Regions from separate parts of the Oryzias latipes genome. Here region 2 is linked to region 1. The links are chromatin contacts, called in public Hi-C maps. All regions are on one chromosome and are shown on one strand. The core of a region is the stretch at or near the end of the contact, and the rest is flanking DNA. Distances in the headings are between cores, read along the strand shown.

Region 1 (7,677 bases), core at 3,461-5,960:
AATGGATCTCCACAAAACCATGTCTCAACATCCCGGGGTGTTTTGTGATGCTCCGACCACAGTTGTCTCATGGTATCGCTTCTCAAATCGACCTGCACGCTGAAGCGGAATAATGAAGCTTTGTGAGCCACCCTCCCCCTGATAGTTTTTGTTGTATCAGAGCGAGATGAGAGCAGACATGCTTTCTTTCAATGAGAGCATTCTGTCACTCTACCCCCCTCCCTCCTCGCACAGGCAACAGGGACAGGCGTTGTTCTTTAAGAGGCACAAACAACGCAGAAATCCACTCAGACTCATTTCATCCCACGTCTGTTTCCCTCCTCTCCTTCTATCACAGCTTGTGCTTTGAAGCAAAATTACCGTAGAGCAAAACCAGTTTATGATTAGATCTGATACGTCTTGTTTATTCAAGTATTATCACAATCACCAGCCAATTTATCCGACTCTCCTGCCCAGCTGCTCGTTAACGCAAATTTCAAATCAGCCAATCACGTGACAGCAACTTTGGTCAAGACAATCTGCACCCAAATGGAGGAGAAAGGGGATTGAAGTGACTTTGAACGTGGCATGGTTGTTGGTACCAGAAACGCTGGTCTACTGGGATTTTCACCCACAACCATCTCTAGAGTTTACAGAGAATGGTTCAAAAAACAGAAAATATCCAGTTAGCTGTAGTTCTGTGGGTTAAGTTGCCCTGTCGATGCCAGAGGTCAGAGGAGAATGGTTTCAGCTGATGGAAAGACAACAGTTACTAAAATACCTCAAACACCTTTGGGATGTGGTGGAACGGGAGAATGGCATCATGGATGTGCAGCCGACAAATCGTGTCAATATGGACCAAACTCAAAGATGTACCTCATAAAGTTCGCAGTTAGTGTAGATTCAAACAGTGAATTTTCTGTCTACAATCTGTAGGTGACCCATTCACCTAAGAACTACAGCCATCACATGATGACAAGCTTGGATATGCTGTATGAAGAGGTGAGGAGATGTCCGCCTCTTCCAGATACTGAACTCCTTCTCATTTTCTCCTACATTCTCAAATCTTAACACCTGCTTTTCTGTGGTCACACTAATGACCATTTTTATGCTTGTTTTTTCTGACATCAGGTTCCACGAGTGATTGTGAACGTCTTGGAAATCTTGGAGATTGAACACCTTCGCAAGATTAAGAGGAACACATTGGGATGCAACTTGATACAACAGTAGGCAATGATCCAATCAGGTTTTAGTTGACTAAAATCACAGTGTCAAAAGCAGATTACAAAAAAATTCAGATTATTATTAGACTGGACAGATGCATCCATCATCCAGGCTAGTTTTCTGGACTTTGTGAACTCTCTTTAGTTTCAATGTTTGCTTCTACTGGTCCTTTAGCGGGAAAATTGTATCAAAAGTGGGTATTTTTATTGCTTATCAACAGGTTTGTGTGTCCCTGTTTCCTGGACCCTGGAGAGGATTCCCCAGAGCTGTCTGAGGTCAAACGGGCCAATCGACAGATGCAGGTCAGTGCCCAGTGAGGCTAACATTTGTGACTTTCAGTGAGACTCTGTGAGGCTAGTTAATGCGGACGCTTGCATTTCCCTCTGTAAGGTCGAGACTTCAAATCTGGTTTACGGGGGTCGGTACGATGGCAGAGAAGACTTTGCTGTGGTTGTCCAGCCGTTTTTCAGAAACAGCATCCTTCCTCTAACTGCTGTAAGCACCACCAATTTCACAGCGGCACATTTGCCTGAGCATTTGGCTTGAGAACTGTCGTCACTCTCTTTTTTTCAGGATGGGAAACCTGATACCACCTACTTCTCTGTGGACTGTTTCCACTTTAGTGAACGAGGACAAGCTGACATGGCGAACGCTGTGTGGAACAACATGGTGAGTTTGGCAAATCAACTGAATAAAAGCTGAACTTTTATTATCCAGCTGAAAATTGAAACCTTACCAGTCAAGTTTTTTTTTTCTTCTAGTTGGAGCCAGTGGATGAAAAACAGACGTACAACAATTTCCGAAATAACAGAAGCAACATTAAGTGCCCGACAGAGGTGAGAAGATGGAAAACCTTTGCCTTAACTGTTGGGTCAGTGAGATGATTTGTCTGACTCTAGGATCCTTGTGTTCCAGGAGCATCCTTACATTTTCACTAAGTTTAACAGTATGCCCACTTTAAGCACAACCAAAGGTCCAGGTCCCTCCACGGTGGTCCCACCGCTGAGCACAGACGATCCCTCCAAGACAGATTGCTCAGGGAAAGTGCAGGCATGGCTCGCTGCTGTGCTGGCTGTAGTCGGTCTGCTGGTCGGCGGCGCCGCCACAGGACTCTTCTTCTACTGCAAAAACAAGAGAAGCAAGAAGAAGCAATCTGGAGTGGAGATGAGGGGCACAACATTTTGAAATGCCACTTGAGCTGTTTGTGTTCCAAACCAACCACAGAAATCAAAATGGGCAGTTGTGTTAAAAAAACAACAACATCAACAACAATCACATCATTTAAAGTGACTTTGGGAAGCATATTATTCACTCATGAGCGCCTCTCAACCACAAACATGTACTTTTCTCAAGAAAGACCTAAACTACATAACATTCTGGCGGGAGGTTCATTGTTTAACGTGTGGTCCCCGCAGTGTAAATTAGTATAAATTCATATTTAAACGTTGTAGCTGGTCTAGCAACAAACTCTAAAAGCCCATAATTACAACCCACACTAATATGCAAACAAAAACCCTTATTTCTGTTTTTGTAAACAAATTAGGATTATAATGCAAACACATTTAAAATGGGTGATAATGTTTTAACGAGATTTTTAGCAATTGTCATTAGACGACGCAAAACTTGCCTCAAAATGGAATTAAAGTAAACTTAAGGCTAACTCGGTTATTGTTTTCTTTTTATATTCAAGACAGTAATTGAGTGTTTATTTGTTTTTCCATTTTGGAGAGGGTCATTTAGGAGCTGCGTCTAGTATGTGATATAGACAGGTTGTCAAGGAAACATCTAAAAACACAAAATGTCACCAAATAATAAATGCGGCAGAGGCAATTATATGATTTATCATCAGGTATACAGCCTGCTGTCATGAAAAACACAGCAACGTTTGTTATGACCACTCTCCAATCAGTCTTCTTTGTCCATTTCTTTGATTACACAAGCAAAATATATAATAGTTGTATCATAATTGGTTCTGCAAGTCGTTAACTAACAGTTTATTGTATGGTCAGTTTCTGTTTATTCATTAGCATTCCTGTATATAGTAAAATCATTTATTTAATTAAAATTTGCATTTGAGTGCACTTTGTCTAATAGGCATTGCAAAGTCAGTTGCAGTATTTTGGGATGCAAAAAAATTGTACACAACCATTGAAATGTATGTTGATTTAATCATTGTATGAGTTTCTCTCCTTTGTTAGGCATGTTGAATGAAGGTAAAAGTAAGATTTCAGTACATTTGGCATTCCTGTTAAACTAAGTGTACTGAATGTACCAGAAAAACATGAAAAGGAGGACACAAACTACTTTGATAAACGTATTTTCTACAGTTTTGCATAAATCTCGAATGTGTTGATTTTTAATTAAAGTCTGCAAAGATCGACTAGTGTTTTTTTTCTTCATTTTTCAGTTGTTGTGTGTCGTAAAGAAATTCCTGTGTGGCAGCCAATACTGCTGGCCCATGTGGCTCATGCTGAAAAAAACCTGCTTTTTACAAAGTGGTTTTGATGTATGTATAATTTAAAAGGCCGTTCAACTTTATTAAGATATGAACAATGCCACATCTATTAATAAAATAAATGGGGAAAAGCTACTCCTGTGTTTAGAAAAATAAAATAAAAATTGTATTACTTCAGTTTATTCATTGAAAACATTTACACTTTTTGAAATATGTTTAAATAATAGTTTTTAGTGTAAAATTGTGCTATTTTATAAAGGCTATCTTTTAATATTACCCATGCATACAATCCGTTAAATACTTAAAAAAATGTAATACAGTGATCCCTTGCTATATCACGGTTTACTTTTCACGGTTTCGCTACTTCACGGATTTGCAAGGTGCATTGTGTTCTGCATTCTGATTGGCTAAAAAAGTCACTCCGCTTCTTCTCTACCTGCGCGTCAATAATGTTGCAGTTTAATATGTACACGTACGTAAATCAGCTTTCCAAATTACGTACATGCAAATCATCTTGCAATTTCAAGTTTCTCTAAAACCCATAGAAAAAGAGCGACACCAACTGTCAATCACTATGTTCTTCTCCTGAACAAACACACACAGCTGCACCGCGGGCTTGAGAAGGAGAAAACACTGCAGCTTCTCAGACTGAAGAGCATTGAAATACACCTGAGCCACTATTTGTCCGTTTGTACTTTGTATTTTTTTCATGATCATTTTAAACTTTCTCCCGTTTAATCCAATTCTTCGGGTCGCGGTGGGCGGGGCTAATCTCCGCGATTTGAAGCCTTCTGTTCACATTGATGATTAAAATTATTATTTGACAGTACAGTACAGAAGTTATTTGTTGAAAAAAAAACGTTTTTAAAGTACTTTGATTTGTGAAACAAATGTTTGAGCCTGTAAAATGGTTTGTTCTTTCTTTTCAATGTATAACAGAGTATTTAATTGTATAATAATTGTTAAAAAAATAGAGGTTTCTACTTCACGGATTTTGCCTATCACGGGTTCTTTTTGGAACGTAACCCCCGCGATAAACAAGGGTTTACTGTACTTCACTGGATAAAATACATTTTAAACTCGGTGTATTCATCTTATTTTTGGGGTCATTTCGCTAACTCGTCGAAACAGCGGCACCTAGTGGCCGTTGACGACATTGACCCGGCTGTCCGCTACAGTACCAGTGTGAAGATGGCGGAGGGAGAATTGAACGTTGATAGCCTCATCTCTCGGCTCCTTGAAGGTAACAAGTTTCGCGAATAAGTTGATGTAAAAACCGAGTGAGAAGTTTGTGAGCTTTGTGCTGGATGTAGTACTGACTTGGCGTCGAGGACGGTTGTCCCGGGAAAAAGCCGCTAAATGTTAGCTACTTGGGCTCGTGCCATCTGTTGGTAATGGTGAACGTTAGCTCGGGCTAACGCCACTGCTAGCTGCCTGACCATGTTTATAAACACTGCCAGCAGTGGACGCCTACGCCTTCCGAGTTGCGCATTTGGTGCGGATTTTGTAGGAAATGTTTCATTTAATTGTATGTATGTTCGTAGGGAAGATAGTATCGTGTGTTTTCTGCATTCTGCCCCATATTGAAGCAGTTTTCAGAAGGAGGGGCAGCGACATTTTTAACTACGCGTTCAACATGAATGTATTAAAACGCACTTTCTTTGCACATTTACTCGCATTAACGAAACGTTTGCCATCAACGGGACTTCTTACGTGTTTATTTAATTACGCTCAAATAAATGAAAAACAACTAGAATTTAATTTATCAGTGACCTAAATAAAAAAAATGTTCACTCAAAATTTAGAGAAAAGGTAAAACAAATGTCAAAAAATTATACTGAATATGTTTATCCTGAAAAAAGTCTAGTTCAAGACAAAGTTATAATTACAGGTATGAAACATTTAAAAACATAATGGAAAGAATAATTAAAAGATATTTTCCATTAAACATTTTCCATATTCAAATTCAACTTTATTTAAAATGCTAAAGAGCATCTCAATATGCTTTACATTTAATAAATAGATAATAAAATTAGTATTCATTATAAAAACGTGACAAATATACAAGAAAAAGCAATATAAAAAATCAAATCAAAACATGAAGAAAAAGATGAGTCTTCAGTTTATTTTTAAAGACCTCCACAGTGGGTGAAGCTCTCACATCCATGCTTTGCGTTCTCTCACAATCACACATCGCTTTAGCTTGTTTTAAAGGACAGAGCTTTTGAAGTCGCACATATAAATGGTCTAAAAAGCTCATTTTCAAACCTTAGGAAGGACAGTCATCTGTTCCCCTGTGAAGTGTTGTGAGTCACATCGGACCGCTGTGGCAAATTTTGCTGTCCTTGGCATACTTTCCTCCCACATCCATGACTTTGTGGAAAAGATGCTAAAGACTTTTCATTTTGGGTTACTGCGCAAATATAATTTGATATATAAAGTATAACAAATCAAAAATAATTGTATGAAATGTTTTGCCCTTTAAAAAACACTACTAGTATTATTTTTGATGTTTTTTATCCTGTCCTTACAAACATTTTGGCTGAAGATCAAACATTCAGAAGTCTGCAAATTAGAACTTCTCAGGAAAGTTGATAAATGTGTCAAAATAAATAGAAATAAATTGTAAAGAGCAATGCATACGCATTTTAATTGAACTTTATTAAAAAAGTGAAGTTGCTTTCAAAACCCAGCACATTTCATCATCCAAAGCCCAAGCCAGATCTTACTTTTAAATGATTCTACATAACAAAACTGGTCAAACATTGTGAGTTTTTTTACTGCTTGTTTTTGCTTTAGGTGCTGTTCCTGAAGCTGTCATAAAATGACAAGAAGTTCATGTTTTGTTAGTATTTATTTGCTTGATAAAAATGTTATTTTTTTAGTCAGAAGCGCAAGAAAGAAAAGGATAAAGTGACATGTCAGCCAATATTTTGTTTTTGTTTTTTTCCATTACAGCAAAATGCTAAAAACGACTTCCACCTTAATTACAAACAAACATACTGTTTAAATATGATCAAGGTCTTCATTTGTAATTGTTTCATTTATTTTTTATTAAATTGAATTGCTGCTGCAAAGGCACTTAACCCTTAACCCTTAACATGCTTGTACTTAAAAATGTTTTACTTAATCCTTTTTAGCTTAACTTGGATGTTATTTATATTTACTCAAAGCATTTATTCTGCGTTATTTTGTCCAATTTGTCTAACAGTATTGCATTGTTTTTACATTGTAGCACCACACAGTAGCTTTCTGCTCAAAGAAACCCTGCTTTTATTATTAGATGTACCACAGTTAGATTAAAGTTCTGATTTTAATGTACAGTGATCCCTTGCTATAACACGGTTTACTTTTCACGGTTTCGCTACTTCACGTATTTGCATCGTGAATTGTGTTCTGCCTTCTGATTGGCTAAAAAGTCACTCTGCTTCTTCTCTACCTGTGCGTCAATAAGGTTGCAGTTTAATAATTAAATGTACACGTACGTAAAACAGCTTGTCAAATTTATATTGTGTACGTGCAAATTCTCTTGATGGTGGCATGTCGGTGTATAAGGATGTTTTTTCAAAGAAGAAAAAAGAGCAACAACAACTGCCAATCACTATGTTCTTCTCCCGAACAAACACACCTGCACCGCGGGCTTCAGAAGAAGTAAACACTGCAGAGCGGAGTCAGAATGCAGTGGCTCAGTCTGTAGAGCAGTGAAATACACCTGAGTCACTATTTGTCCCTATGTACTTTGTATATTTTTTAATCATTTAAAATTTCCTCCCGTTTAATCCAATTACTCGGGTCGCGGTGGGCGGGGCTAATCTCCGCAATTTGAAGCCTTCTGTTCACATCAATGATTAAAATTATTATTTGACAGTACAGTTTATTTGTTGAAAAAAAACGTTTTAAAGTACTTTGATTAGTGAAACAAATGCTTGAGCCTGTAAAATGGTTTGCTCTTTCTTTTCAATGTATAATAGAGTATTTAATTGTATAATAATTGTAAAAAAAAAAAATAGAGGTTTCTA
Region 2 (7,677 bases), core at 1,620-4,119, 90 kb after region 1:
TTCCTGGAAATTAATTTTGTTTTCTGAAATGTTTTTTTTTTTGTCATTTTTGTTTTTCAAGTTTTGGTTTCTGAAATTTTGTTTTGTTTTCTAAAATGTAATGCTGCTTTTTAAATTTTTTATTTTTTTTTAATTGTTGTTGTGATCTTAAAAATGTTCTTGTATCGAGTGATTTGTTGAATGCTTTGCACTTCAGGGCCACCGTAGCCTGCACTCTAAACAAAAATACATAAATTAATAAAATCAGCTGGTATGGTTTATTCTAACTTTTATCTTTGGTTTTACTCCTAGCCACACCAGCTTGCTCCACTTTAATATCAAATGTAAACTTATTGGTGAAATACAAACAATGTGTTTTTTGGAAATAGTGACAATTTGAAAGTCTATAATAATGAGTGTTTTGACATTTTTTTAGGAGCATGCTTTATTAATAAATCTGTGGGCTGTCTAATTCTCTATGCAGCAATGAAAACCCCCTAATAAACATTTATGTTAATGAAACACACGCGGTAAGAGTTTGTATTTAAGAAGAGGGAGAATCAATGTGAAAGTTGGGGATACACAGTATTTGCAGGAACTTGTCCTCATGGCCTTTCTTATGTGAAAGGGGAATAATTAGAGCTCTGTGAGCAAAGGCCATGGGTGCTTCGCGCCACTGGGGAGCTTTATCTGTGAGACTGTGCCTCATGTGGTGTTTGACATCACTGATTACAGAGCATGTGCCGCTCCAAGTTACTGCTACTGTATCCTGGGAAAGTCGAAAAGTAGGATGATGCATAATTAGACATTTAGCACCAATCTTTCTTAGAGATGAGCACACCCTTCACCACAACAGATAGGCCATGCAGTTAAAAATGTCCCCAGCCCACCAAGGGCCGGAGCTTTAAACACCCTTCCCCTGATATCAAACCCTGAACTTTCTGTAACCCACTAAATGCCCTGGAGGAAGATCAAATCCTCTAGTAAACCTAAAAGGCCTTTTTTTATTCTGTTACTCATAGGCCCAAAAGATGTCCCATCATCAACGGCATATACTTATATGGTGTTATTCTACCTTGATTAAGGCCCAAAGTTTACTCTGCAGTCACAAACTCCAACCACCCATGGATGGTAGCTCTGCTGCCACATGGCACCAGCCTATAACCACAAGAAGCAGTGCGAGGTTCTTGTCCCAGTACACTTTGACACATGAGCAAGCACGGCAGGTACTGAACTTGCGATTTCCGATCAGAGGTCAACTGCTCTATGTCTGCACCAGTGCCACGTAGGGCAAAGACAAATTGTTTAAGATCCAAAAATTCTGTTTTTCTTTCTTTCTTTAGTTTATTTGACAAACTAAATAATGAATGTACAGGGGCATTAATCAAAGAAAGGATACATTTTACCATACTACAGCTCTGAGAGCTCATTTCCATCTGCAGTACTCAGGACATACAAATGCAAGAATTAACAATAACATAAAACAGTACAATTACATAACAGTTACAATTTTTTCATAATAAAAGATGAGAGAGATTGAGAAAAACAAAGTAAAAACCTCTAAAACATACTACATAGTTAACAGTGTTGACTTTCTGTTTTGGTAAAAAGATTTTGTTTTGCTTAATTTTGAGTGCGTTGGCAGTTTATTCCACTCAATTATTGATTTAAAAGAAAATACTGATTGGCCCAGTGCAATTCTGTATAATCGTGCAAAACATCCGTGAGGACTGGAGGCAGCTTCAGCATTGAAATTTCTATTGTAAATCCTAAAATTGGTTGTTTTAACCCATAAGACATCAATGTAAAAGCTGTGTCACACAGTCACTTAGTACATTAGAGTTACGTGAAATTTTCACAAATCTATCATGAATGAACCACGTTAAACTCACGGAACAAGTACTAATAAACCACGCAAAGAACACGTAAATCTACGTGGAACATGAACCGTGTGTGATTATTAGACTGTTTATATGCAATTCATTAGTGATCCGTGCGTGCGTAATTTGAAACTAATATGTGCGCCGTATACGCGAAATAAAAGTTACACATCGGTGGTACATGCGCAAAGAGTTCATTAGACAGATGGAAAACTATAAATTTGCTGATGCGTCTCGCAAAAATTAAGCACAATTGCGTAAGATTAATGTAACAATTGTGCATAAACTACGTAAAATAAGCGTAAACTGAAAGATTCTCAATCGACCAAAATTTTTGAACAGCTCAAAAACGAGAGCGCCAACTGAAACCCTTGAAAGACATCTGCGCACATTGTCAAATGACGAAAGCAAGAAACACCTATGAATTACATATATCATACATGTATCACAAAAGACCGGAATGTGGAAAATGCGCAAAATGTACATAATGGCAGTGTGTCACTGTCGCAACAGAAAAACAGCATAAACGTGATCTGTGGTCCAGTTGTTTTTTTGCATCTCTCAGTCATTTTTATTTTCAAGGAAAAATAGATCAGGGTTCTTGTGGGTTAATAAGTTCTACAAACTAATATGAAAAAACTTTGCAAAGCAACAAACAAAGAAACTTTTCAAGTTTTATTCATCAAATATTTTATTAGAATTTTTAGTATTTGCAGGAAGCTTTACTTTAGTCAAATGTTCAGTAAAAAGACTTCTAAAACATTTCACTTTGGCGTTTTTTTTAAAGGTTGAACGTATTTTAGTTAAATATAAAACCTTCACACTTCCTACACGGGTTCTTCATGTCCCCTGTCACGAGTTTCTGAATTTATCTACAACGAATTACTGACTGAGGTCTTGAGTGAACTTTCAGCATGTGTTCTAACCCCATGAGTCCACATGTAGCAGTAAATCAGAGAGCTCTCATCATTGTGGTGGCAGCAGAGTAGATCACAGAATCCTAAATAAAGCTCTTTAGCTCTCCATTGTTTAAATAGGAAAAACCACAGTGAGCTCTGTAACATAACCGTGTGTATGCTAAACAACTTGCTCAACAAAGCAACCAAACCATGGCAACAGCAGGAAGCCAGAAGACTTTAAAGCCCATAAAACCCTTTAGGTCCATTTTAAGACATAAAGAACTGAAAAAAAGTCTCTTTGTGGAGTTTTTTGTTTTTTTTGTATAAAAAGAAAATGCACATTTTGCCATAAAAAAGATGTTTTTCAACACAGAGTATTTGGTTTCGTGCTTGTCTTGCTTGCTATTTGAATATAAGCTGGTTTTGATGATAGAAGATCTCTGGTTCATAAAATAAAAATTACCTAATAAAAAAACTAAAAATGGAAAACCTAACCTTCACAAAATACTAAAACATTATCATTTGCAGTGGTTGTGGTGTGAAATACAATTTTAAAACTACCTTCCAAAGTCTGCTTTGAAAAATAAGGTTTTTGAACTTCTGTTTGAACACCCGTTTTGTTTCTTTATCCTCAGGCCATCTTGACATTTTTTGTTTTTGATCTGACAAAAGACTGAAAACGTCCCGGCACTCAATCATGAGCTTCCAAAACTGCTTAAACTAATCTCCGAGATGGAGACGGGGGAGTCAAACAAGTCCAGGCTGACAGAGGCGAGACACACTCGCACTAAATAAAAATAAAAACACCAGGACTCATAATGTCAGGTTTTGACACATTTCCGACCTTTAATTTGGAGAGGGTGTTTCAAAGTCATGAAGGTTAAGACAGATAATAGTAGGTGAATACAGCTTACAGACTGCATGTGTAGTGCTGTGGAATATAATTAACTTGATTTCCAACCACTTGTCACTGAGGTATGAGTGGTTTTAGGCTCAGCAGAGGGGTTTCACACTGCACCTATAAAATGAAAGTGAATTTGCATCTAACCAACAAAAAGAGGAGAAAAATGCATCCAGCAAGTGTGATCAGAAACCTAAGGTTTGCTAATGTTGTTGTTTATGCAGTGTCCACAGAGAAATATAAAGGGAATTCTCTAAAACAGAAGGTAGCACCTTTGCTAGTCTTTCTGTGCTCCCATCTTTTTTGTAGTCAGAGAACTTTGACAACTCCCAATATAAATGTTAATTTTGCATGCTTAGGGAAAATACAAAGTACATTTAAAGGCCACACTCTTGTAAGTCCCAATCATCTTTTGATTTATTGATAAAGTCTTCCCACTCGTCTTTTTATTAAAATTATGCCAATTTTAGCCAAAACCAAAAAACCTGTGTCATTTTCTATGACATAATTTCTGTAGAGCGACAGTAGTTCTTTAGAAATTCACCTCTGAGGTATGAACGGGACTGTTCACACGGAGTGAACCCACCTCCTTCCCATCAACCATCTGTTTACACGCTCTCCTGCTACCTTACAGCCTCTCAAAACCACAACCTAACATTACCAGTAGAATAGTAGTAGGTTTAAAGGTTTTCACCTGGACTTGGTTTTAAAGTTGAAGACGTTTCTTATTCAAAAGGCTTTGCCAATTCTGAAATACAGGAGCTTGTAAAAGAGCTGGTTTATATGTGCTCATGGGGGAGGAGTCAGACCTGAAACCGGATAGTGTTGTCTACTTAAACTGCATGGTTCGGGTCATTAGGCATCCTTTGTTCTCAGCTGGGGTTGGGGCGACATATAGCTACTCTCCCCAAACTGGTCATCTCTTTCAGCTGTTAATGACGACAAAAGTGCTCATTGAACCTATTGATAGAAAATGTTCATGAATGTTTTCATTTACGGGAATGTTGCGAGTGACAGTTCATGGCGAACACTTATACTTATGATTTTATTTTATTTTAACCCCACTAAGACCTACGTACTGCACAAGGAGCCCGTTTTGTGCTGCTCACCTGATAAGAGCGCGTTCCTTGCATCCCAGCCAGACTTCTAGAAATGAGAAGATTAGACAATCAGACTGCAGTTTGTGTGGGCATCCAACAGTTGTCTATGGACACTTACTTACCTCCACCCCATGCACAGACATTCACAAAGTCAGTAAGGAGCCAGTAATCGCACATATTAACAACTAGAGTAATACAATGGGGTCAGTGTACGACAGCATCACTTGTGCGTGCACACCTTTGCTCCACTTAAAGGGCCTATGTTATGCCATTCTTAAGCCTTTCAGAGTATACTATACTAGTATACTATAGTATACTATATCCATATATGTGACAACTAATTACCTTTGGCACACTAAAGAAGGATGTTTTTAATGAAACAGTCAGTTTCGCAGCACATTTTCCCACCCAGAATAAAGATGGCTCAATCTCTGCCTTTTGCTCATTGTGGGTACTGCCCATTTCATGATGTCAACCTAGTCGGCATCGGCATCGTGTCTGCATTTCACCCATGAAAACAAAAAACATCAGAACTTTTGAAAAGATGGATGTGCATATAAAGTGAAAGCGTTTTGCAGATCACAGCTAGCTCCACAGTGAAAGTGGGTTTGTGTGTGTGTGTTGGTCTGGGGGCGGTGCAGACAGCGCAGACTCTTCCTGGAAGGGGCTGATCCTCTCTAATCCACGTCACAATGTGAGAACCCGCTCGTTTTACTGGGTAACTGTCGCGGTAACGAGTGGCAACTGACTCTTGAAGTTTTGAGTTCGCTGTATCTGTAGAGGAGGAAGGTGCAGGAATCCTTGAAGCTGGTGCTTAGAGAGCAGGGTTTTAGAGGAATGTTCAGAGATGGATGAATGGAGCAAAATACAAATGGGGTTGTTTTTTGTCATGAATAAACATTATAATACACTTCAAAGCTCAAAAAAGTGGATTTTGCATGATATAGGTCCTTTAAGATTGGGCCACTCCTTTCTACGATCTTCCACAACCCAAAGGTCAACCCTCTATTTAACATTTGACCATGTCTTAAAACAATGTCTGAACATTCCAGATTGATTGACTTAAAATACAAATGGGCTTACATATATCTAAATGTGTAAGGTTTGGGATTTTCTAGTGAAATTTTACAAAGCAAGAGAAGCAGGTATTGTTATTCTGTGGAGAAAGGGAAGCACCAATGCAGCCAGATCCCACAGGATGCCTCACTTTGAGAAACTTTCACTTAAATTCTGTGTCTGTTTCCGCACAAAAAAGAACTTCTTTGGGATTAAAAAGATGCCCGGCTTGCTGAAAGGCACCTCAGTCAGTAGTGTGGAGGGTTTCCACCACTGTGCAAATGTGTTTGATGAATATATTCTGTACTTTTATTGGACAGCCACTTGAGAAAGCTGCTACCGTTTAAACACTTCTGCAAGACTTTCCAGACCACCTGTCTGTCTGGAACACAATGGGATCCAAGCAGCAGCTACAACCACAGTTTCATCCAAATACAAGCTGTTGCAACCTGACCAAAAAAAGGCTAGTCCAATGTCAACAGAGGAGGCAAAGGAAGTGAACTGCTATTAGAGCTGTAATTCTCTCTTCCTTCACCACCAGACCTCAAACTTCCAGATTTGGGGGTTTTGTTTCAAATATGGAAGTGCAAATAGAAAATGGAAAAAAAAAGCAATTTTAAAGAGCAGTCCACCCTGCATAGTCTCAAGAGAACAGCTCAAAGTCAGTTTTAGAAGAAGAAAAGTTCATAAATGTGCAGTTAAAGTAAAGTCCTTGGCAATGGAAAATAGTATTCACAGTCTTTGCATTAAGTAGGAGAAGGGAAAATGGGAGCTTTTCTACCGGAACAATAAAAGAGATTAGCAAAGGTTCCTTGCCGGGAAATAAGGTCAGAGACCCAGAATAGACACCAGGTCCCTAGAAAGTTCTTTCAGTAGGCTACCATTGCTGTCAAAACTATACATGCTGCAATTGAGGGAGGGAGCTCTGGGAAGCAACATTATAATTATCATGTTAAGAGGAAAGGAAAGTTTTACATGTGGATCAGGCTGGTTAACAGGTCTACAGCCGTGGTCACTTAAGATAGCTGCAGTGTGCTGAAATTACAGAGCACAATGACTCACCCCGCGCCCTGTTTAAGACTCCTTGGCTGTATTCGAGGTGGGACGAGCCCTCCCAGTAAAAAGTGAAGTCTCCACAGTAAAACTGTTGGCTCATCAAAATAATAAACTCTTTGTTCGGCGTTGCAGCGTTTTCCGTGCAGACCACCTGGAAGCAGTCATTATTCCCTCACGTGTCGAGAAGTTTGCAATGAAGTGTACCATGGTCATATTTTAATATTGTTTATATTCAATAAAGAATAATGAATCTTTGGTAATCTTTGCAATCATGGTTTCATGCATTTTAGTTGTTCGTTCTTTTGAGCTTTATTGTGAGTTTGTAACAAGTTTAGGAAAAAGCTCCCAGCTGGTGAATTCCAAATGTTCACACAAGCTGAACTACGAAGTTTCATGCTCAAAAAAAACAGATTTTACCAGCTCATTTCATACAAATACAGGTCTAATGGCTTCTTTTGAGGTCTGCTAAACCATGACATTTCTTTGTAGAAACAAGAAATTAAAATAGCTTATGCCTTCACAGCATCACTAAGAACTCAAAAGGCCAGTCACTGTGTCAAAAGCCTTTCACGGTGAATGCTAAGAATGAGATTTAGCTTGTCCTGACCTTTGATATTTCTGAATGTCATGGACATTTTTTATAGCTGTGGTCAGACAGGTATAACACTCAGTAGTTTTTCAAGCGATCAAAAGATACGTAGTAGGCAAGAAAACCTCCAGAACCATGCTGTGTTACACTACTCCCCATGTTCACCTTTAAATTCCATGTGAGGCTCCAGACAAACCCACGTCCCAAAGATGCTTTT

What was found. A called contact is a pair of places that touch in the nucleus more often than the background predicts.
Region 2: a Hi-C map of gastrula embryo shows a contact between it and region 1, with 2.2 times the contacts expected there. The contact joins the enhancer-like site here to the promoter of LOC101155811 in region 1. A contact is called at or near these places in 4 of 5 Hi-C or Micro-C datasets (embryo, fibroblasts and gastrula embryo).

The regions. Positions count from the first base shown.
Region 1 is chr22:7,931,132-7,938,808 of ASM223467v1, forward strand. It overlaps LOC101155811 (serine/threonine-protein phosphatase PP1-beta catalytic subunit), which reads left to right and starts at 4,711. Exons shown (of 8, transcript XM_004082201.3): 1 at 4,711-4,901. The coding sequence starts at 4,850. It overlaps plb1 (phospholipase B1, membrane-associated), which reads left to right. Exons shown (of 43, transcript XM_004082484.3): 37 at 916-981; 38 at 1,111-1,205; 39 at 1,424-1,505; 40 at 1,594-1,698; 41 at 1,777-1,872; 42 at 1,965-2,039; 43 at 2,119-3,583. The coding sequence ends at 2,388.
Region 2 is chr22:8,022,637-8,030,313 of ASM223467v1, forward strand. LOC110017536 (a long non-coding RNA gene) reads right to left here. Exons shown (of 3, transcript XR_002292963.2): 2 at 4,769-4,805; 3 at 3,308-3,776. Among protein-coding and RNA genes, the nearest start is that of LOC110017536, 8.2 kb to the right of the region's middle. Within about 2 kb of position 2,870, at least 1 of the 8 cell types and tissues checked has an H3K27ac peak or open chromatin away from gene starts, as enhancers often do. A contact at or near this core is called in gastrula embryo, where this site is marked.